Regions from separate parts of the Mus musculus genome. Here region 2 is linked to region 1. A link is a contact called in public HiChIP or PLAC-seq data. All regions are on one chromosome and are shown on one strand. Each heading gives the region's core, a stretch centred on a gene start, on an enhancer-like site or on the middle of the called end of the contact. The rest is flanking DNA. Distances are from core to core; before and after follow the strand shown.

Evidence for each region. HiChIP or PLAC-seq counts read pairs in DNA pulled down with a chosen protein or histone mark.
Region 2: a contact with region 1 is called in an H3K27ac HiChIP or PLAC-seq map of embryonic brain, with 9 times the contacts expected there. The contact joins two enhancer-like sites. A contact is called at or near these places in 9 of 115 datasets of contacts at active chromatin or transcription factors (craniofacial prominence, embryonic basal ganglia, embryonic brain and 6 more) and 1 of 9 other capture datasets (embryonic stem cells).

The regions. Positions count from the first base shown.
Region 1 is chr8:11,955,127-11,959,506 of GRCm38.p6, reverse strand. No RefSeq gene overlaps it. Among named protein-coding and RNA genes, the nearest start is that of Tex29, 120 kb to the right of the region's middle. Within about 2 kb of position 2,261, at least 12 of the 459 cell types and tissues checked have an H3K27ac peak or open chromatin away from gene starts, as enhancers often do. A contact at or near this core is called in embryonic brain, where this site is marked.
Region 2 is chr8:12,427,433-12,431,840 of GRCm38.p6, reverse strand. It overlaps Sox1ot (Sox1 overlapping transcript), which reads right to left. Exons shown (of 8, transcript NR_027975.2): 5 at 1,803-2,334; 6 at 1,110-1,691; 7 at 1-406. Among named protein-coding and RNA genes, the nearest start is that of Sox1, 34 kb to the right of the region's middle. Within about 2 kb of position 1,625, at least 69 of the 459 cell types and tissues checked have an H3K27ac peak or open chromatin away from gene starts, as enhancers often do. A contact at or near this core is called in embryonic brain, where this site is marked.

The sequences.
Region 1 (4,380 bases), core at 1,012-3,511:
AATATTTCTGGAGATGCACAGAGAACATTCCCCAAGAGGCTGCCAAAACCAGGTCTCCCAGGAAGGAATAACTTTTTTACCCCTATGGTTTTATTTATGTACAACATTGAATTTTCAATAATGAAGATTATTCATCATGTTCCCATGGGTCTCCAGAAAATGAAGTGCTTGAGGTCTTGGTTTTGTTGTTGTTGTTGTTGTTGTTGTTGTGTTATTTTGTTACCTGTGCCTAAAGTCAGCCTTTCCATAAAATTCTGAGATGTCAGCATACAAACATCCAACACCCCAGAGGGAAAACCAGCCTGAGGGACATGCATGTTCCTGTGGAACTGCAAAGAACATGGTTAAGACCTGAGAGAAGGTTCCAGAAGCTTCACCTTTTCAGAGGGAAGAGATGCATCTACCCTGCTTGTTCCGCACATCTTACCTACACTGCCCGGGGCCTTACCCACTCTAGGGTCACTAGGACAGACTGGCTCTGGCTTTGTCCCACAAATCCCCTTTCTAAGGTGACCTGGTTCCTGTTAACCACACAACCCAGGGACCCTGGCCAGGGGCAGCTATCCTAATACCACTGCTCACAGTCACCCCGCAGGACTCCCTGTCCTACCCAGCTTAGCCCAGACTAGAAACAGGAAGGTCTAATGGCTTCTTGCAGCTCAGCTGCAAGGACAAAGCTGCAGGAGCTCGAAGGACAAAGCTCTCTCTTCCCAGAGAACAGCGCCTCATTGTCACCAAAGGAGGAGAGAAGACACTGCCAGAGATTTTAATGTAAAAATTTCCTTTCCTCAAAACCAGAACAAAAAAAAAAAAAAAAGTAAATCAAAACAAACCCAAAACACTCTGTGAGTCTGAAACGGTGAAGCTAAGGAGAGAGGCAAGAGAGAAAATGCATTTGGATTTTTTTTTTTTTTTGGTGTGATTATATTATTCCTAAAATACCTCATCCTCGGCTTAGGTGCTATTTCAGGGTTTGATTTGGCATTCATATCAGAGAGATCGGTTCACTGCTCCAGGAGAGGAGGAGGCAGGTTTCTCTGTGCTCACTCCCATTGCTGCAGGTAGCCAGGGGCTGTAGAGAGCCCAGGGCAGATGGCCAGCCCAGGAGGACTCGGCCACTGGGGACTCCATCATCTTGCATGAGCACAGACCCTGCAAGGCTGTCCATCCCCCAAAGGCAGACACCTCGGGTAGGACCTGGGCCCGAGGGTGGGGTGTTCCCAGAATATGCACTGTGACCCAGCTCCCTTCTACAGCCCCTGAGACCTCAAGTTCAGAGCCAGCTCACTGCTGGGCAAGTCTGTTTTTTATTGCTATATGAGTACTCCAATAACCAGTTTCTATTCAGGAGATTTGTATGTAGAGCCCCTGGGCATCCTCAGAGCAGCCAGGCCAGTGGCTGGCAGCTGCAGCATGACCAGCTTCACCCCTGCTTGGACTTTCTCTCCTACACACCCCTCCTTCAGGTTATGACTGTGCTCAGACCCACTACCACGGCTGCTTTAGAGAGGCGTAAAGGAATGGCTGACAAACTTTCTAGGGTGACTGATAGCCAGCAGGTCAGAGTTTGGAGCCAGTTGTGATTGCTGTAAACTCTGGCCATTTAGTCATCCCGCTTCCCTCCCCACCTCGGGGCTGGGACAGCACAGCCCACCATTGCTAGCGGTCGAGGACTAGGTCAGTCTTGTGGGTACTTATACAATACTGTTGAAGTCAGCGGACTCATGTGCTTCCGGTTACGCTGTTTGAAAACTTGCTGCGAGCAATAAAGAACAATCTAGAACCAGACATCATGACAGATCAGGAATGTGGGGATTGCCTGTGAGGCCTATCTGCCTCTCTCACTCCAGTCCAGGCATTCCCACTCTGTACGGGACCCCATGCCCATTCCCACAGTCCATTATCCCTGTCTCTAGCTTAAAGTGGACAAGGTGAACCAAGCTGTGGCAGATGTGGTAGGAGTTGGGGGAGGGGCTCCTAGTATTTATGGAAGCAAGTGACAGAGGGCAGTGAGGAAGATGTACATTGGGAGAAGCAGGGGAGGGGCTCCTGCATTAGAGGGAGGGGCTCCTGCGTCAGACTCTTCACCCTCACAGTTGCTTCTGCTCAGTGCCAGCATGACAAGTGCCCAGAGCTTGGCATAATTGCAAGACAGGTGACTTGAGGACCCTTTGGAGCTTTCCAGAACCTAGGGACAGGGTGCGCATGAGCCCAGTCCCCTTCCTGCTTCCTAAGAGACCAAGCTCCAGCCATCACTGCTCACTATCAACTGGCCCTGCTGCACATTTATTTTAAGAGGAATTATGCTGACATCTGGTGGCCAGACGAGAAACTTCACTCTGTAAAAAATTGATTTAAATGTATACCTGTTTAGATAGGTAGGTAGGTAGGTAGGATGGATGGATGGATGGATGGATGGATTTATGGATGGATTTATGGATGGATTTATGGATGGATATATGAATGGATGGATATATGAATGGATGGATATATGAATGGATATATGAATGGATGGATGGATGGATGGATGGATATATGGATATATGGATAGATGGATATATGGATGGATGGATGGATGGATGGATAGATGGATAGATGGATGATAGGTAGGCAGAGAGATAAATTGACATGAATGTAGAAAAGGGACTCCAAAAGTAGAGAAAGAGATCTTAAGGGAGGGGAGAGAAACAGGGATGCTAAATGAAGACGTGATGTGGCTGCAGACTGGGGAAGGAGATCAGAAGGAGGGAGAGAAGAGGCCCAGGAGAGGGGTGGATACATAAAAGCAAAGCAGAAAATGGTTCTCCATGAGGCCATAGCAAGGAAGCCCATTTCTTTGTATGCTAGCCAGAAATTTAATCTTTTTTAAAAAGTGTTCACAATTTCCAGCTAAAGCAGAAAGATCGGTTCTAGATTTAATATGTCCACACCACAGACTGTGGCTCTGAGTGACAGGGAGGAGGGGGGACGTTCAGGACCTGACAGGGACGGACATACAGGCCCACCAGAGCCCTAGAGTCCACCACTGCCCCCTCCTCTAGTGAGCAGACAGAACTAACCACGTCCTATCCCCTGTGAACAACACCCTGTGGATCAGGTCTCAGACCCAGCACCCTGGCGGCCAGCAGTAGCGTTCCCATAGCAACAGAAGCCTTTGAGAAACTTATCTGGAGTAGGGATTCCCCGGGGCCTCTGCCCCTCACAAGGCAGGAGGGAGCTGAGCTGATGGGGAAAGGCTCACACCGGGACAGGATGGACAGGATGGACAGGATGTCCCACCAGCCATGCCGAGCATCATGGGAACATGTAGTCAGGCATTTGGTGGAATCCTGAGAGGGTGCAGCGCACACACCTATGTCTATACTGGCACCATGTTACAGTGAAAGAAGTTCCCATGACCAGTAGCCCAGCCGTGATTGATACTCTCAGACTAAAGGACAACACATTCCAATCCACTATGAAAGATATGTTAATAAACAGGTGACCCAAAGAGCAAACAGCCTGGATATAGCTGTCCCTACCTCCACTCATGCACTTAAGTCAGACCACAGGGGTGGGTGCTCATGGCATGACTACTGTGGTCACTTGCTCGCATGTAAAGCCTTTCTGGGTGGTTTACAATAATGCTGTGACATTTACATTAGAACACACATGAGAAAGGGGCCATGGAAGAAAGAACTGTCGACTCAACTCATCTCCAGCCCCCATCACAGCTACATGCAGAGAACCCCACCATATCCCTCCCATGGTATCACCCTGATTCCACTGGGATTCAACATTTGGAATTTATCTTTGGATTCCCAGACTTCTAAAGTAGATGAAGAAAATCCCAAGGCACCTCTGGTCAGCTGGAGGGCTCTGATCAAGCCTGGCTCCACCCTCCCTACTCTGAGTCCTTAGCGGTGCCAGCTGCCTGCTAAGATACGTCCTAAGGCCATGGAGCTGCCTGCTCAGATCTGGGTCCTGTAGAAAGATGGTGGGGCTGGCTGCTTGGGCCTGTCTCTGCCCTACACAGGGCTGCTACTATGACCAGCCCACTTGGTATTCACAGCACAGATGTGGACATCAACAACTGCGTTTACAAGGAATACCTGTTAGCATTCTGTCTAAGCTCCATCCCACAGTTACCTGGCAACAGTCTGGGCCTGACCCACTATAAAGGGGGCTGCTTGCCCCCTCCTATCTCTCCTGCCCTCTTGTTCTTCCCTTATTGCTCCCACTCTGTCCCCTTGTCACTTCCCCATTCCTTTTCCCCCGCCACCCCCCCACCCCGTCTCTCCCCATGTGCTCATGGCCAGCCTCTACTTCTCTACTCTCTCCTTCTCTGCCTTTCTCTGCCTCTACTTCCCTCCCCATACCCTGAATAAACTCTATTCTATA
Region 2 (4,408 bases), core at 376-2,875, 470 kb before region 1:
AGATCAAGATGGGAGGGAACATTTTTCTGCATCTGAATAGACCACGGTCTGAAGACTCAGCAGCATCATTTTCAGGTTAAAAAGCTCTTTATATAGGCAGTTCTGTGCCTTTACTGGGAGCTAATCAACCTCTCTCAGGCCGGAGTCCCCACAGGCCTGTTTCCTTCCTCTCTTCCACATCTTCTGTGCGCCTAAGTGCTCGTAGACCCCCAACCCGAGCCCAAACAGGTGCTAGCTACTGTGCAGCATCCACTGCAGGGAGCTGGCCAGCTGCTGGCCCCCGCAAGAACCTAGGGGAAGCTTCCGTGTTCCCACCCGTGTTCACTGCGGATTGCAGCACCGCTCATCTTGGGAATATAGCGATTAATCCAGCCGCAGGTTTCCAGATAAGTGACTGTGATGGAGACTGTTGGCGAGAAAATAGACAATTATCCGCTGTTAGCTTTACATAAAGATCGCATTAACTCAAATTAGTTATCAGACAAAAGAGCGTCGGCAAGCGCGCCCTGCCGGCCCGCGCCCTGCACGCGGGCACCTCGGGGTGCAGCCGGGCAAAGCGTGGGGCTGGGCTGTGGCTTCGAGACGTGGGGCCGGGAGTGGGAGGACGCGGCGGGAGGGCTCTAGGCTGGCGTTACTCGTGCTGTGCTGGCCTGGATGGGGCGAGGGAGGGACATAGGGGCAGCCTACGGAGCCGGATCGGCCGGCCCCTGAACTACAACAGTCCCACCTCAGTCTGTCCCACGCTCGTCCCTTTTGCAAGCTCTACCCTGGGAGCCAGCCTGTCCCCGCGACCTGTAGTTCTTTCGTCTCTGGCTGTGACGTCGTTAATTCTCCCAGGCAGAGGCGGCTCTCCAGGCTCGCCACTGCCCCGCAGGGTGCACTGGACAACCTGGTGATCTGATCCTGCGGGGCTACCAGCCAGTATTCCCCGCCCCTGAACCCCCCACCCACCCACCCACCGCCACCCACCGCACTTTCTGAAGGTCGCTCTCAGTATGACTCATAGAGACGAAAAATGAAGACAAGCTGAGGGGGACCGGGCCCGAGCAGGGATAGGATGGGGCTGAGAGTGGCCTGAGGCAGGACCACGTCAGTGCGGCCTCGATTACCAAAGTTACGCACTGTCCACGCACTGAGCATCTTCGCTACCCTCCTTCTCCTGTATCCCGGTTAGCCTGGACACCGGCTTTCACCCGCAGGATGGATTTCGCTGACCGCTGTCGGTGGGAACAAACGCAGCGCCCAACATCCCGACGGGTTGCAACGCCCAGCGGGGTCCCCACTGCTGCAGGCGCGTACTGGCGGTGGCGCTTGCGCCCGGCCGGCCTCCTTGGCCCCAGGGTCCCCGGTCCCGCTGAATAGGGCGGATAATGACCCCCGGTTCCCAAGGCAGGCTCTCTGCTGCCTGGTGAGCCTTGGATTTGTGTGGTCCAAGCCTTTCCCAGCTTGTCCCATTCTGTCACCGGGATAAGGGGCTCCCTCGGCTCGTTTGCACCTGCGTCGCTTTTGGCTCCTTCAGGAATGCGCTGAAGCTTGTAATCAGCTTTGTGAAGCCATTGAGTGCACGGCTGAGTGAAACTTCCAAAGCTCGAGGAAAACTGGCCGGCTGAATAGGAGCCAGCATGGGGCTGCTCTCCAAGCCTCCGCGCTGCCAAATTCCAGCAGAGCGCCTCACAATCGCCTTCCCCACACTGAGAAAAGTGAGAAAAGAAAAGGAAAAATACCAGTCACCGGGGTTAGCTGTTTGTTCCCAGATTAATGGCAAGCGGCTCCCTCCTACTCCACCCCTCCACAAAGCTCACCAGTTCAGGAAATATGACAGGGAGGGGAGGGCAGTTATTAATAGCTCCCCAACTGATGTCACCCCCCCCCCGGGCGGGGGTCTTCTGGGTCTCTGGAGGGGTCCTCCATTCCCAGTTGTTGAGTTGAGCTCCATGTGCCTTAGGCCCAGCAGTTGAAGCTTGTCTTTGCTTGAGTAGAGCGGAGGATGAAGCCATATAGAATCCTTAGCCTAGGCTTCAGGAAGGAACCACTAAGCACCGGGCTCCTTCTATGCAGGCCCAGCAGGGACCCTGCATGCTGGCCCCTTAGCAACAGGTTCCTGGGTCTCTCCTTAGAGGAGCACTCTCACTTCCAAGACTCCCGTAATACCGTTTCTTGGTGACTCCAGTAACAGAGGTGCCTGCAGGGTGACAGCCACTACAGGTGCTTCTCCTTCTGCTTCAGGCATCTGGGCTGTGATTTCTAAGAGCCAACTACTTAAGACAAGTATTTCCATGTGCCGCAGAGGCCCTGGCTGATTCTCTCCCACTCAAGGTTAGTGAAGGCTCCTCTCTGCAAAACAAAATCCTTACCAGTCAACAAAAGACCAGACAGCCTGCAAAAGGCAAAACCATCCTTTTCAAGGTCCAGGTATACCTGGATTCTGGATGGCTGCTCGTCAAGGGAGGGCTCCTCCTTGGGAAGCCACAGTAGGTTCTAGAAACAGTGCGTGCAGTGTCCCTGTAGACAGAGGCACCGCCAGTGTCTACTTTGTGGATGCTGATCTGAACTCAAGTTTCAGAAAGGAAAACTAGAACCCTTTCTCTGTATCACTCAGGAGACCCTTAACTTAGCAAAGCCCCGTAAGAACCTCCCAGAGAATAGAAAGCAGAGGCCATATTGTGATGGACACATTAAAAACTTGCCTCACAATGGCTCTGGATTTTCATAGCTAATGAATTCCTTCCACCCTGAACAGGAAGTCTTTTCTGGGAGCACAGCTACTCGGCTCTTGTTTGATCCAGATGTCCATGTATGCCCTCTAGCCAAGAGAAGCTCAGTCCTGTGGGGTTCTTGCTGCCGTACCTTGCTTCCGTGGGGGGTACTCATGATGTCTGACTGTGGCTCTGTGCTATAAATAGTCCCCTGGTAGATCGAAAGGCTTAATGGGCCTCTTTAAATACCTAACTTATTATAAAGCCCTGGGGAGAATAACATTAACAGGCAGGGAGGAACAAGAATCAAGCTCCTCCTGTAGCAGCCCTATTACAGTGCTCTTGGTTGCAATCCTTACGGTGCAGAGTGGGCAGGAATTTTCCTATTTATACACCTTAATGTGCAGAGGGGGCTAGAGCACTTGAGAGGGTGTGAGAGACAGCCTGTCTGAGCAAGGAGGGAACTGAACTTACAGAGGTGGAGGGAGTGTCCCAGAATTGCTAATCAGGAGGATTCTGGCTACTTTCAGGTCCACCGGAAGGAGCTGCAGCTGGCGCACCGTTCTGCAGTCAACCATGCTTCGCAGCGGCCGGCGGACTAGTGAGGAAGCCCTCCCTTTCAGACAGACCAGGAGGAAATGTGGGACTCAGAGCAAAGTTACCTGACTGGGAACCCAGACTGTACATGCTCACTCAGAGGCTCTGAGCCACTTTGAACATCCCAACTCGCGCAAGCCACCCACGCTGACAATCAAAGTTTACTTTTTTTTTTTTTTCATTGTAAAGTTCGGCTCCATGTCTCCTGCAACCCCACTCATTCCAGCCACTCTCAGCGACAAGTCAGGAGGATCTGCGGCAATTCAGAAATGAGTGAAATTTTATTCCTGGTGGGGGCACTGGATTAAGAGGCTGGGAGAGTGTGAAGCTAGTCAACGTGTAATTGCGTGATAAGGCTCTCACGAGGAATTTATTGGCCAAGTTGCTATTTCTATTCCTTCCTAATCTGGTTTAGCACATTCGTTCTGTGCAATCTGTCTTCATAATCTCCTGTAGCAGAACGGCAGCCAATGGAAGCTCGCGTGTTTGGAGAGTGCAGGAAATATGCAGAAGCGCGATAAACTGATGCTAATTACCCATATTTAGGGCAGCAAGTGCAGAAGATCAAGGTTTACAAATAACAAGCCAGAGCCGATGATGATGGCTTCCTTGTGTGGAATGTATCGGAGGGGACCAGATAAGGGTTTCACGGGCAGCAGGGATTTATTGGTCAAAGGCTGTACCTTCCACTTCCCCACTTTTATAGCAGTAAATTATTTCGGCTAAATTCACCAGAACATCACTCTTTCATTTGGCGATGTGCCGTGACTTGCTCTTTCTTTGTGTCCATTCAATGCAAATCCTTGTAGTTTAACATCAGCTGATAAGAAACAAATAATTGAAGTAATAGGTAATTCCCTTCACACTGTGCACATAGGAGGGTCCAGGGGAAAATGAGCCCAGGCAAGGAGCAGGGGCTGAAAGCAAAGCGGCTTCACCTTCAGCCCTCGGACCACATGTCTAGTACCATGAGCTCACAGCATTGCCTCCTGCGCGTGGCATGGCCTGCTTGCTCACGAGGAGAATCACTTCCGGCGTGGCACTAGCAGAGCTGATGCTCTTGTCTAGAATCCTGATCAGATGATGACAACGATGACAATGACAATGAAGAAGAC